Regions from separate parts of the Gossypium hirsutum genome. Here region 2 is linked to region 1. Evidence: chromatin contacts called from public Hi-C data. All regions are on one chromosome and are shown on one strand. Each heading gives the region's core, a stretch centred on a gene start, on an enhancer-like site or on the middle of the called end of the contact. The rest is flanking DNA. Distances are from core to core; before and after follow the strand shown. Region 1 holds the start of LOC121213668. Region 2 has its middle 52 kb from the start of LOC121213925.

Region 1 (6,639 bases), core at 2,762-5,261:
TGTCTGAAACTTCGATGCCAATCCGTGCGAAACTTAGAAAATTATAAGATTAATTCTGTAAGGTTATTAAACATTTATGCTTATGTTCGATTTTGGAAATTGTATATTCTTTAAGCTTAGGTACAATATAAATATGGATTCTGAAGGTGAGCGAGATCGGGAGGAGTCGTCTTCTTCTCTAGGACGTGTGTCTGTTGAAGAGTCAGAGGTCAATGCAATCCTGCCAACTTCGGGTAGCGATAACCCGGAGCTTGGTACTGAGGCCTTGACTCGGGTAGTGAGGGAAGTGCTTGAGAAAGTGTTGGAGGCTAGGTTAGAGAGGACTAGAGAAACGCTTCAAGTTAGGTGTGTAGATTGTGGGAAGAAAAGAGATCGCAGTCCTCTGAGGTTGGAGCCTCGGTATGTGAAGTGTGTTAGAACGTATTTGAGTGACAATAGTGGTGCGAGCGCTCCGTTTTGTGAGCACTGTAAGAAGCACTATTAGGGTAATTGTTGGAAAAAGACAGGAGCATGTTTTCGATGCGGGTTTACAGAACATCGGGTCCAGGAGTGTCCTTGACGACTTTGAAACAAATATGGTTGTGAGTGTTTCAATATTTTGATTAGAGCATAACAATTGTGTGTGATAAGATTAATATGTATCGGCTTCAGTGGTTAAGTGTTCGGGGAGTGTGTTTGAGGTCTTAAGTTTGGTATGGTACTACTCGGGCTAGAGTGCGCAGCGGGTGCGTAGTGGTATAGCTTATGTTAGATCACTGTTCTGTTAGTTAAAAATTTCAGGGACAAATTCTTTTTAAGGAAGGGTGAGTTGAAACACCCTGATTTTTGGGGTTAGGAGATTCCTTAGTAAGGGTCAGTGAGTAGGTCACGCACTTGTAATAGTTTTTGCATTATAGTGTCAGAATGGGTCTGCTGGTCTGGTGGTTAAGTGAGTGTAAGAGTACCTCTGGGTTCTTGGTTCGAGTCATTGTGTGTGCGTTTTGGGTGTTATATTTTTATATTGTTAAATAGTAGATTTACTTTAAGTTTAAAAATAATTATTTAGTCTTATTTTATTTATTTATTTTATTATTATTATTTTTTTAATTTTCTTTTTCCTTTTTCACGTTCACCTATTTTTTCTGTTTTTTCTTTATTTTTTTCTTTTTGGTAAAGAAAAATGATTGTGTTTATGGTTTTGGGAAGCTTTGTTTCTTTGTCGTCGAGTCAGCATCTGGATGTGTTTGATCGCGAATCAGGTGTGGGTTTTGAACCTTTTAAATTTTCATTAACGAATTATGGTTTGTTTCTGTGAAATTGAAAATCGTTGTGTGCTTGTGGAATTGATCATTTGAAAGGGGCGATTATTGTGGAATAGCTTAGAATCGGGTGTGATTTTGATATATTTTTGAGTAATTAAGGATTGGGGAGTGTTTCAACAACAAAGGCACGACCGGTAGCCAATTTCGGTGTGGTTTTGTGACCACACGGGTGGCCAGACGGACGTGTGCCCCCACACGAGCAGTTCACTCGGCTGTCGTGTACAATTAAGAATAAGGGTTTCTGAGCAAAATTTGGTGCCAGACGAACTGGCTATACGGCACTATGGCTGATTTGGAGATTGTAGTTGATATTCACATGGCCGTGCCCCTAGGCACACGGGCGTGTGTGTTTGGGGATTAGGGATTTAGTTTTTGGTGCCACACGACCGTGTGGCCAATTTGAGGATTTAGGGATCCTACACAAGCGTGTATTTTGGACATACGACCGTGTCTGGTGGGCACACTGGCGTGTGAAACCCTCACACGATTGTGTCTGCCCTATACTCTATTTTAGTACAAATGGATAGAGAGTTACACGACCTATTCACATGGCCATGTCCCTGGCTTACACGGGCGTGTGCCTCAGCCACACGGCCGTGTGGTCTTAGGTCACCAAATTTAGTAGGTGTACGCTTTTTATCTAAAAATGTGTTTGTTTGTTTTGACTCTTGGCTAGGCATTAGTGAAGGTAGTGAAGACTCTGATCTGGGCTTCGGCGTATGTGTTATTTGTGACTGTTGTATGAGATGTCTGACTCTGAACCTAGTTAGCTGGGTGTGTGGGTATATCTGTTTCTGTTTGACTGCTTTTTCGACGTGTTCATTGTTTTTGTGAGGTTGTAAGCATACACACACACTTGCATAAAGTAATTTTAGGGTTGGTTGTGAAGAGAAGGAAGACTGATTCTGGTCTGATCTGGCAGTTTTACTGCAACTTATTCGTACAACGGTTTACCACACTGTACCGTATGTACGTCAGCTTTGTTGCGTACTATTATCTGATTTGGCAGTTTAAGCTGCAACATGTCTTTACAGTGGGTTATCGCATTGCACTGTACTACATATATGCCAGTCTTGCTGCATATTATTATTTGAGTGGCTTAGTCCATATACAAGGTCCTATATGGTGTATTTGGTTGGATGAGCTTAAACAGCTCTTTTGGGGTGTGATCGGGGATGGAGAGGTGTTTTGGTTGCATTCATATGCATCTGGATGTGAGCTACTTGTTTATAATCTACCTGTTCGTTTTAACATTTATGACCGATTTTGTGTGCATGGAGGTGTTAGCGTAGTGACATTTTGGATTGTGATGATTAGTATTTTTGTATCGACCCGTTAACGGGTTTATCTGTTGAGTATTCTGTGTGTAATTTGGATGCTTTGACTGTTACGTTTGTTTGGGACATTGGTTTCGAGTTTGCTTTCTGTTTTTGTGTATCTTTGTAAGTACTTTTCGTTATCGAACTACTATTTAGTTTCTGATCTGTAATTTCGTTGTTAGATACGTTTTGAACTCACACTGAGCTCGTGTAGCTCAACCCCTTAGTGTTTCCCCTTCCAGGTACATTTCTGTTTTCTAATGTTAGACTCAGCATGCCGGAGGTCTTAGAAGGATATGTTTTAAAATGAGCCATTTGGTTCCTTCCCCAATTTTTAAGTCTTGTTAGATTGTTTTGGTTTGTATTAATTTTAAGAACTGCGAAAAAAGGGTTTTATGCGGATTTCTGCATAATGCTATTTTAGATTGAATTTGTTTTTTTTAACTACGGAATTAAGTTTCCGAACGCTTTAATGCATCTTGAGAATTTTTTATTTAAAATGATTAAACGTTTGTGAAATTATTTTCGATCACTTCGATGATCAATGTAACCTCTAAGATTCGGTCCAAACTTCTAGGCTAGGTTATAAGGTGTTACACCCACGACTGCAGCAGGAGTAGGCAACCACCGATTGACATCTTATCCGGTTTCGTCACCTGACACAAATCTTGGTACAACGTGGCCAACACGATTGATCCCTAACTCAGTCGTGTGTATTCTTTGAAGTCAGCTAGGTTTAGTAGCCACCAGCGTACCAAAATTTAAGATTTATCATGCATTAAAATGCCCCCAATTAACCTCAGATGAATGCTCGGGCACATTGTTCTTTGATGACGTTGATCGCGTTCGGAGGAAGCTCTTTGAAATTGGTTTCCAACCACTTCATCTATATTCGACCACCTTGAAACTTGTTCAGGATCTTTCCCAAAAATGCCTCACAAAGGTTCTCTTTATCGGGAATGATCGTTGACCCCGTGATGATTGACCTATCCACCGATAAATCGAGTTGCAAAGCCATGGTATTTGTAGAACATCTTTCCAAGCTAAAATTGAGAGAGTTGGATTTGAGAGAAAAAAAATTAAAATTGCATGGTATTTGTAGAAAAAAATTACCGTTGGAGCCCTTTAAATCTTTTTACCGTTGCAAGCCAACGTTCAAAAAGCCGCTGGAATTAATTGTTGACGGATGAGCTTTTTGTATAACTGATAGGAAAACGCGTTTAACTGATCACGTTTTCCATTTCTCTTCTAAAGAACGACCTGTTTCCCTAAATTAGAAAAATTACCTAAAAAAACTAAATAAAAAATTGACATATATGACTAATTTAATGGAAAAATCTTGAAAGAAACTTTATTTATAAAAATAAAACAAATTGAATATTATTGTTGTAGAAAGAAAGAGGAGGAGAATATGGCGGTTGCGAACGAATAGGTGGCTTGGTGGGCAAGGAGCGATGAACGCGTAAATATACCCAAATGCTAACTCTATACGGAAATAACAACTTCCTTATATATATATACAGTGCAACCCTACGGCAAGAGAGAGAAAGAAACCCTTTTCCTGCCTCCCCTCTATAAGGCTCATATACCACCTCAACCTGAATTACCCTAATCATTTTCCTTGTTTTGTTCCTCTATTAAATACCCCCAAACGCTTCCCACACCTTCTACCTACAACCACTAAAATTCCTCTCCTTTTTTCGTCGAAATCTGCGTCCCAGAACTTCTTTTTTTTCTGGCTCTTTTTCCCTTTTTGTTGGAATCAAACCATTGATCTTTTGGTATTTTTGTGAATGGTGGAAACAATTTGGAGCTGTAGTATATTGATGCTCTCCCTTTGCAAATCGAGGGCGAGCACTCTCCTTCCTCTTTCCGCTGCTTCTGCTTTCGCATTCGGTTCTTGCAAAGAAGGCTGGTACTACCGCTGCCTTGGCCTTGACCCATAAACAACCCCACCTCAATACCTCTATTCCTTTCCACCAATAACCCAGATTTGGTTTTTTTTTTGTTATACGCCCCACAAAATAACAAAACAAACCCTTGTTTCTCTTTTCTCGGTTGTTGGTGAATTATTCATTCGCCTGTTTTTGGTTTTGATTCTTTTTCATTTTGAATTTTGAACAAAATTTTTTTGAAAGAATGTTGCTTTACAAGCAGAAGAAGAGCCAGGGTCCCAAGGGCAACAGGCTCTTGATTAGCGTCACTGTTCTCGGAAGTGCTGGGCCGATCCGTTTTGTTGTTAACGAGGAAGAGCTCGTTGCTGCCGTCATTGATACTGCTTTGAAATCCTACGCTCGTGAGGGTCGGCTTCCTGTTCTCGGATCCAATCTTAATGATTTCCTCCTTTATTGCCCCAGTGCTGGATCAGATGGTATGTCGGTTTTCATTTCAATCTTTAAAGATTAAAAATTTCCAGGATTTGCTTATTTGATGTTAAATGGTGTTTTATTTGGGAAAATTAGTAGTATTCATGATTTTGGGTGTTTGGTATGTTTTTTCATTGCAGCACTAAGTCCATGGGAGACAATTGGATCACAAGGGGCAAGGAATTTCATGCTGTGCAAGAAGCAAAGGACTGAGAAAGTGAAAGACGACGGGAAGGCAGCTGAATCAATTAATAGGAAGGCAAGTGGGAATTGGAAGGCATGGTTTAATAAATCCCTCAATCTCAAGATTTCCTCCCATTAATTAAATAATTCCCAACCCTTTATGATCCTATATTTCTTGGGTTAGCTTTATTTATAAATAAAGCATTGAAAGTTAGTCTATTATCATTAATGGCCATGGTAGAGTGTTGCTTATGTTTTTCACCTTATTTCTCATTTAGGTGAGAAAAGACCTGCAGGAATAAATTGGAACTTGTTTTTCAGTATTTTGCCTTATGCGATAAGAATGAAGAGAACATTCATGGTGTGCTTGATTTTCCATTTCTGTCTTTGAAAGTGTTGCGTTCTATTGTTGAATGGCTTTTGATGGATGATTCTATTAATCTCATACTCTACGTAAGGTTTGGCTTACACCCAGTGTTCAAAAAGTTGTTCTGAATTGTCCATAAACATGTATTTTCAGTAGCTTATATCCATTGCTTGAAATGTTCTTCTGACTTGCCCTTAATATTGCAAGTTGCTTTCAAGGATTTTGATTTGGGAATTGGATATGGCTAGAAATATATAGGACATGATGGATGGACTGAATCATTCAGACTATGACCAATTTAAGAATTCTATTCAACATTATCGCCTGATGGATGCTTATTCTTAGGAATTGGTTCTTTTTATTGAACTTAAGACCCAAAATCAAACCACTTAATTAAAAGTGTATTATTGAGGAGCTGGTTGTGTGGCACTTTCTGAAGGGTCTTTTGAATAATTAGATGTTCGGTGAGGCGAAATAAGCGGCTAATGTTCTGTTATAATTATCGACTTTAAAGGAGTAGGTCTTTGTCGTTGCACAACCTTTTTTCTCCTCTTTCAAACTTAAAAAGGCTGCTTTGGGTGGGAGCACAAATGGGCTCAAAATCTTGTCAATATGTAAGAAATATGGACTAGGGTCTACTTTCTTTTGTTCAATACATGTTTGGTCACACGTTATTAGTTGAAATATGCAACTTGGTTTTGTATATGTGCAAGGTAACCTCATGGTTTTTGGCAGATTTTTCCCCTAATTATTTTATTTATGCATTAATAATCGCGTTAAATCACTATTTAAGTTTGAACTTTGCCATTGTTATCACAGCTTTTAAGTGCTAATTTGGATTAAAAAAATTCAATATGGAAATAATTGTTAAATTCAATATTCAAGTGAGAAGTTTTCATGAGCTGGGATTAGAAAACGGGGTCCATGCTAGCATTGAACACTAGTTGTAAGGTGGCACGTTTTATATTTAGCATTTGGACAAGTTGCCAAAAAAGAAGAGAGATGATAATTGTCCCTATCGCACACTGTTGGGGTTATCATATAGCTACGGCCAGCGGGGTCTCCCTTTCCATCTTCTTTCCTTTTCAGTACTGTCGTTTTCA
Region 2 (6,645 bases), core at 2,863-5,362, 540 kb before region 1:
CCATATGGGCGTGTGAGCCCATTCTTCTGAAAAGTTCTGTAAGGTTGCACGGGTCGCCCAAGTCGACTGTGGACCTATTGTAGGGTCGGTAAGCTTTACTTAGACCCCTATATGTGTGATCTGTCTAACTGATTTCTATACCGAGCATGACTTATGATATCTGAATGTATGTACTATGAATTGCATAATGGCATGACATATTTTGTATGTTGCATTGCACCGGGGTGGGTTGATGACATTTGGAGGAAGTGTCTGGAAGGCTATTAAGCTTGTTAACTGGTAGCTCAACTGCAACCTTTTGATTATGTGCCGCATATGGGTACAACATGGTGTGTAAGGATGGGTGGGTTGGTTTAATCCCCACATGGTGTGTAGGGTTAGACGAAGATGGTGTGTAGAGGCTGGTGGGTAGGATTCTGATTTACTGTATCTGCATTCTGTATCTGATATGGGCCAAGGCCCTAATGTATTTCTGAGATTGTATCTGAATGGGATAAGGCCCAAACTGATTCTATGATGGGCACAAGCCCTAGACTGTATCTAACTGAATCCTATTGATTATCTGTTTGCATGTTTTCTGTAGGGATTACACACTCAGTTTGCGAAAACTCACCCTTTCTCTGTTTAATCTGTACAGGTAATCCCTAGACTTGACGGTTCGGTACAACAGAGAACTCGATGGTGGCCACACATAAATTTTAGATTGTTTTTCATTAATTCCAAGAATTTATTACTTATTTGGGGTTTTTGATGTATCTTCTGGACTATGGACTGGTTGGATTTAAATTTGGGGCTTTATACTGTTTTTATGGATTTTTTTTTAAACTACAACTCCACAAAACACGGTTTTTTTCTAAAAACTAAGGGCACGTTTGGTTCCCTGTAATGGAATAGAGGTGTAATGGAATAGATGCGTAATGAAATAGAGGCGTAATAGGTAATTCTTTTATTTGGTTGAATGGAATGGAATAGAGGCATAATGGTATTCTTGTGTTTGGTTGAATGGAATAGAGGTGTAATAGCATAAGGAAAAAAACTAAAATGACTAGAATACCTTTAGCAGAATTTTTTTTAGGTGGATGATTATTGTTATTGTTATTAAATTTTAATAAGATTATTAATATAAATAATAAATAATTTAATCATATTTTAACATAATTATTATTAAATATAATTTAATAAAAATATATGAATTTACTAAAATCATAATATATAATACCATAAAATATAATTTAAAATAATTATTTAAATTTAAAGTTTATTTTTCCTTTTCATTAAATTAATGTCCCCAAAAGAAATTATTTTCCATATTTCCTATTTTTTTTCGAAACAGAACAAGTTCGTTTAAAAGTAGGATAATTTTAAAAATAAAATAATATTATATTAACTAATTATTCTTTATTTAATTTCTTTTACTAGTCAGTAAATAAATAAATATAGTAAAAATATTCCAAATAAAACTTACCTTTGTTCTAAAATTTACGGTCAAACGATCAATGGTTGTGAAAGAGACTGCGAACTCGTATATTAAAATTTTGAAGGGAATGAAAATAAGACTGTTAAAATCATATGGCTAGCGATCTAAACTAAGCAAAAGGCATAAACCAGGAAATAAACAAGCACCCATGGCTTATTGTGTGGCCGCTCTCCCCATAAATCCATCTAACGTGCATAGATGGATCACTTTCATGTCCCTCAAGTTCTTCTAGCTTTGTTTGGTGAATAGTTTTCTCTTCCCCGGCCATGCTGTCTGCCTCTGAAGTGCTTTCCTCCCCTAATAAAAGGAGTAACAGTTGAATTTAAACAGAAGAAAGAAAAACATTGAAAAGGGACTTGCTTATCCAAACTAAATAACAAAAGCTGTAGAATACGTTTATCAGCACTGACCTTCCTTGGAAGCGCTTGTTTCCACGGTGCTTTCCTTGGTTACCGCGAAGTAAACTCCAATATTCTCTCTCGGCATCACCTAAAAATATTACCCGGCACTTTATCAGTTGCTCATCTAATATATCAGATTCATATCATTGACCTAAAGTCATTAGTTCCTCTTGTATTACATAATATTCTCTCGGCATCACCTAAACATATTACCCAGCACTTTTATCAGTTGTTCATCTAATATATCAGGTTCATATTATTGACCAAAAGTCATTAGTTCCTCTTGTATTACATATTATTCCTTATATGCATGATGAATGTTAGTCAATATTGGGATCAACATGCAACAAAAATGGGAAATTAAATCAAATGGAAATTTTTTTTCTTTCCTCACCAGTAACTGGTTCTAAAGTGGCAATGAAATTTTTGACAACCATACTACCTTCATTACCCAGAACTGAAGTAGCACGAGCTTTCTGGGCTGCTTTAGGTTCATCAAACCGAATGTAACCCTTCTCCTCACCAGCTTTGAAGTCAATGTACTTCACATGTAAAGAATATATGTCATGAGTAAGAACGTTAAGATACAACTGCCTAGTACAATGTCAAATATTTAAGAAAAAAGAGAGATATCTACCTTCACAGTGCCAAATTTTTGGAAGGCCTCCTTCAAATCTTCCCGTAAAACAACATTCATATCGTCTTTGAAAACAGATGCAGTGTTTTTATGTTCTGTTCCGTCATCCTTCTGGACGGGACTTTTGTTCTCCGTTTCGTCACCCGACACAGGTTGTTTATCATCAACCTTATCTTTGTTATCTTCGTCATTTTCTATAGTCTTCTCTACATTCTTCTCAGTAGCACTATCCTTTGCAGGTTCATCAGAACCGTTTTTCTCTGCAGAGTCCCCACCTGAAATGTTCTTCAATGCAAATGCAACAACCAAGCCCTTGGGGTATCTGTGACAAACCATTACATGGACTTTAATTACAAACATTATGGCAATAAAAAAACTAATGCCAGTTAAAGATTGTGATCAATTACTTACTTATCCTCTGCATTCGAACGGTTATCTCCATTCGAACCTGTGACTGGATGATTATCCTCATATTCTTCTGCTTCTTCTCTTATAGCATCAAAATCCTTCCTGAAAAGAACATTGTACGAACAATCACATCAGAACATACAATTGTAAGAGCAACAACCCTACACTAAAAGTCAACAGTGCTTTCTATCCATTTCACAATATAACACAATTACCAAAACAAATTGCAACAGAATGCACGGTGGCGAGTAATACTTATTTAGGTTTCAGTTCCAATTCAGCGCCTGCATAAACCAAGCTTTGCTCCAAAACCTTTTGTACATCTTCCTCAGCTGAGAATTCAATCAAAGCAGTGCCACAAAAATAATTTTTGTTTGCTACATGACGAGGTAACCTCACACTATTTACCTACAAGAAAAGTAAGAAGGCAATCAGTTTACATTGAACCGCAAACATATTTATAACCCTTTAAACACATAATCAGTTATCAAATGAGTAAAATAACAATAGATAAGAAAACAACCATTGAGCAGATACCTTAGCATATTGACCAAAAAAGGCTTCTACATCTTCCATCTTGACATTAAACTCAAATGGTGATGCAGCAATTGTTCTACTGTCTAATTGCTCTAACAATTCTTTAGGCTTTAATAGTGCGGTGCTTCTACCAACTTTCTTCCCTGAAAGATCGAAACCCGCATTTAAAATTATGTGGAAAAAAAATCTTTGTTTGGCTTAGCTTATGGGAAAAAGTGAAGAAATTCTCCTTTTTTATCTTCATTTTCGATTTTGATAAAACTTACCATCTTCAGAAACCCTGAGGGAAGAGGAAGTTCTGAGAGTTTCAGCAACGGCATCCAAAGCAGCCTCTGGCACTTCTTCCACCTTCACATCCCTTAAATTCAAATGGCTTCTCATCTTTGGAAACGAACAAATCAATTCCAAACTGACCACTTTTTTGGTAATTCACGGTCAAATGAGAGTTCTAAAAATAAACAATCAAATGAAAGTGAAATAGGAATAAAAATCAGGAGCTGCTGTTTGATGTTGGGAGGGAGAGGGTGGAGGTGGCTTTCGGGGGTTGGAAGGGTAAAATAGGGCAAATCACAATTGGGAGGGTTAAACGGAGCTAAACTGAGGTTCCAAAGGGGAATAAAATTTGGTCATTCAGCAGGAATACTAAACCCGTAATAAACCCGTAATAGGGCATTATACCCAACCAAACAAATGAATAGGTGGGGCCCATGGAATAGGGCTATAATGGCATAATGTAAAGTTTTCATAAATAGAAATAGTTTTTCTTAAATTAATTAGTTACAAAAACTTCCGCTAAGAGACAAATTTTAAAGCAAATCAACTAGTTTTTTTTTTAAATTAAATAAAAGCTAACTAACTGTAACGGTTTTTACACTCGACAATCTTGTCTTCAAATCCCTTTCCATGTGACATCGCCAGATTCGACCATAACGTCTAGCCCGGGTTTGGGGTGTTACAGAGGTGATTGATGTTTAAATTAAATTAAATAATCTAAATGCAATTTAACTTAAATGCAATGTATGCAATAAAATGTATGAGATGGATTTAGCAGCAAATTCACAAGCTTCAACAAAATAACATGAATAGGCTAGAAATATCACATCAATTGACTTAATTTATTTTCATTATGTTTAATAATGTTCAAGAAAATATTCCATGGCAACTCAATCTTTCATGAACTTCAATCCAATTTGAAGTCCTTTAGGTATCTTTTACTTAGAAAAACATGCATACTACCATGATCATATTTAACTAATGGTTTCTTAGAATTCATGTGAAGTAATAGGGTCTGGGTCAATTTGAAACGATTTAATCATATAAACCTAAAAGCTATACAAGTTAATGAGCTCGTTCAAGTTATTACGAACCTTTAATTTATTCTGGGTTGGATATAAATTAAGCATTCACCTTTCAATTATTGTGTCTATTAATCACCAGCTGGTTCGAATTAAGTAACTAATTCTAATGCATTCGATCACATTTTATTAAATGAAATACATGCATGATTTTAATTGAAAGCATGAGCGATTGAGGCACAGAACACCATGAACATGAATCAAAAGAACTTCATCCAATTAATGTAATCATTCTAGCTAAACAAAATTAAGCTACCATTGTTGATGAAAAAACAACAAAATATATTACAAACATGATTAATATCAAAATTAAAACAAAGATAAGGAAGAATAAACTCTGATTGATTCGCCAGTCCTCCGGAAATCGATTGTAGTGGCTTCCTCCAATCCTTGTGTTTGCTCATTTGCAAAGTTCTTCTCAAGGTGGGCGGCCAAGAGAGTGTTTTCTCGAGGAATTGCTAGCTAAGGGAAAGGGGAAATGGGGATGGCTATGCGTGAAAAAGAGAGGAAAATGAAATGAGTGAAATGAATGTGAAGTGAAAAATGAGGGATGATAGAATGAAAAATGAATGTTGGTATTTATAATAAAGGGGTGACATGAGTGTTTGCTAAAAATAGCTAGAGGGATCCCTTGATATGCTCCCTTGCTTGGCCAGCCATGAATTGTGGAGAGGGGAGGTTGTTGGTTGCGTGATTCATGCATGAAATCATGCTTGAATCAAGCAAGGTGGTGGACAGTTTCGTGGGTGATTGTTAAGAGCTGGGTTTTAATTATTTTGCAAGTATAAGGACCTCGAAAAAATTCTTCCAAAAGCTAATTTTGGGCTGCTTAAATGCCCTTGCCGAATTGGGCTTCATCCCTCTTTGTTTGGACAACTTTGTGACCTATTTAGTTGTCAGACTTGTCCTCCAATTTAATCATCTTTAACTAGATCAAGGTGACCTCTTCATGACCCAAATTGCATGGCTTTGCCATCCAACTAGGTAGAATAAGTCTCATGCCCATGCAAAATTAAAATAAGCTTCGTAAGTTATCAACTCCATGGCCCCACTATAACATTTAAATAGAGGAAATTAATATGTAGCATGAATTAATTAAATTATGCACAAAATTAATACATAAAAGCATAAAATTGCGTGCTTTATTAAATCATGCCCATTATTGTAATATGAACAAAAATTAACCCAATTAACTACCAAATACTCGGGATTAACATTATTTTTAAGTAAAAAGGTGCTATAAATTACTAGAAAAAATCTATATAATTTAGAGTTTACAGAGAGCATCAACTGACTCAGGGTTAAGGACAACGTCAACCCTAACTCTATAAATAGGCTCTTAAACACTTGTTAAAGATAACTTTTGATATTCTAAGTTTTTCTTTGTAAATTTAGTCTTTAGTTTTTCCTTTATTTTAGGCATTAGGTTTATTTCAATTCTTCTCTATTTCATGTTATTCGAAGAATTTTATTTGTAGATTTGAAATAAATATTGTGGATTTTGTGCTACAACAATCAATACAATTTAGGATTCTCTAAACCTTACTCTTGATTTATTATTTATACATATATTATTTGTCAAGTTTATTATGTTTTTGAGATCCATGAGGAACTCATCCTCTTATTGGGGATTAGTGAGTGGATGTAACGCATAGGTTTGTGCACGTGTACACTGTAATTATCAAGTAATAAGTAAGTATCGAGTTATCGTGTCCACAGGGATTGTATTTGTGCTAAGTCACTTAATTTGTAAAATTATATTAACAATTTGGTAAATAAAAATACAATATAGTTGAGAAGTGGTGATTAAAATATATTAAACTAAATACA

Evidence for each region. A called contact is a pair of places that touch in the nucleus more often than the background predicts.
Region 2: a Hi-C map of leaf shows a contact between it and region 1, with 3 times the contacts expected there. The contact joins the enhancer-like site here to the promoter of LOC121213668 in region 1. A contact is called at or near these places in 2 of 34 Hi-C or Micro-C datasets (both in leaf).

The regions. Positions count from the first base shown.
Region 1 is chrD01:46,611,493-46,618,131 of Gossypium_hirsutum_v2.1, reverse strand. It overlaps LOC121213668, which reads left to right and starts at 4,011. Exons shown (of 2, transcript XM_041086550.1): 1 at 4,011-4,991; 2 at 5,127-5,489. The coding sequence starts at 4,760. The coding sequence ends at 5,308.
Region 2 is chrD01:47,149,113-47,155,757 of Gossypium_hirsutum_v2.1, reverse strand. It overlaps the pseudogene LOC107914574. Among protein-coding and RNA genes, the nearest start is that of LOC121213925, 52 kb to the left of the region's middle. Within about 2 kb of position 4,112, at least 7 of the 9 cell types and tissues checked have an H3K27ac peak or open chromatin away from gene starts, as enhancers often do. A contact at or near this core is called in leaf, where this site is marked.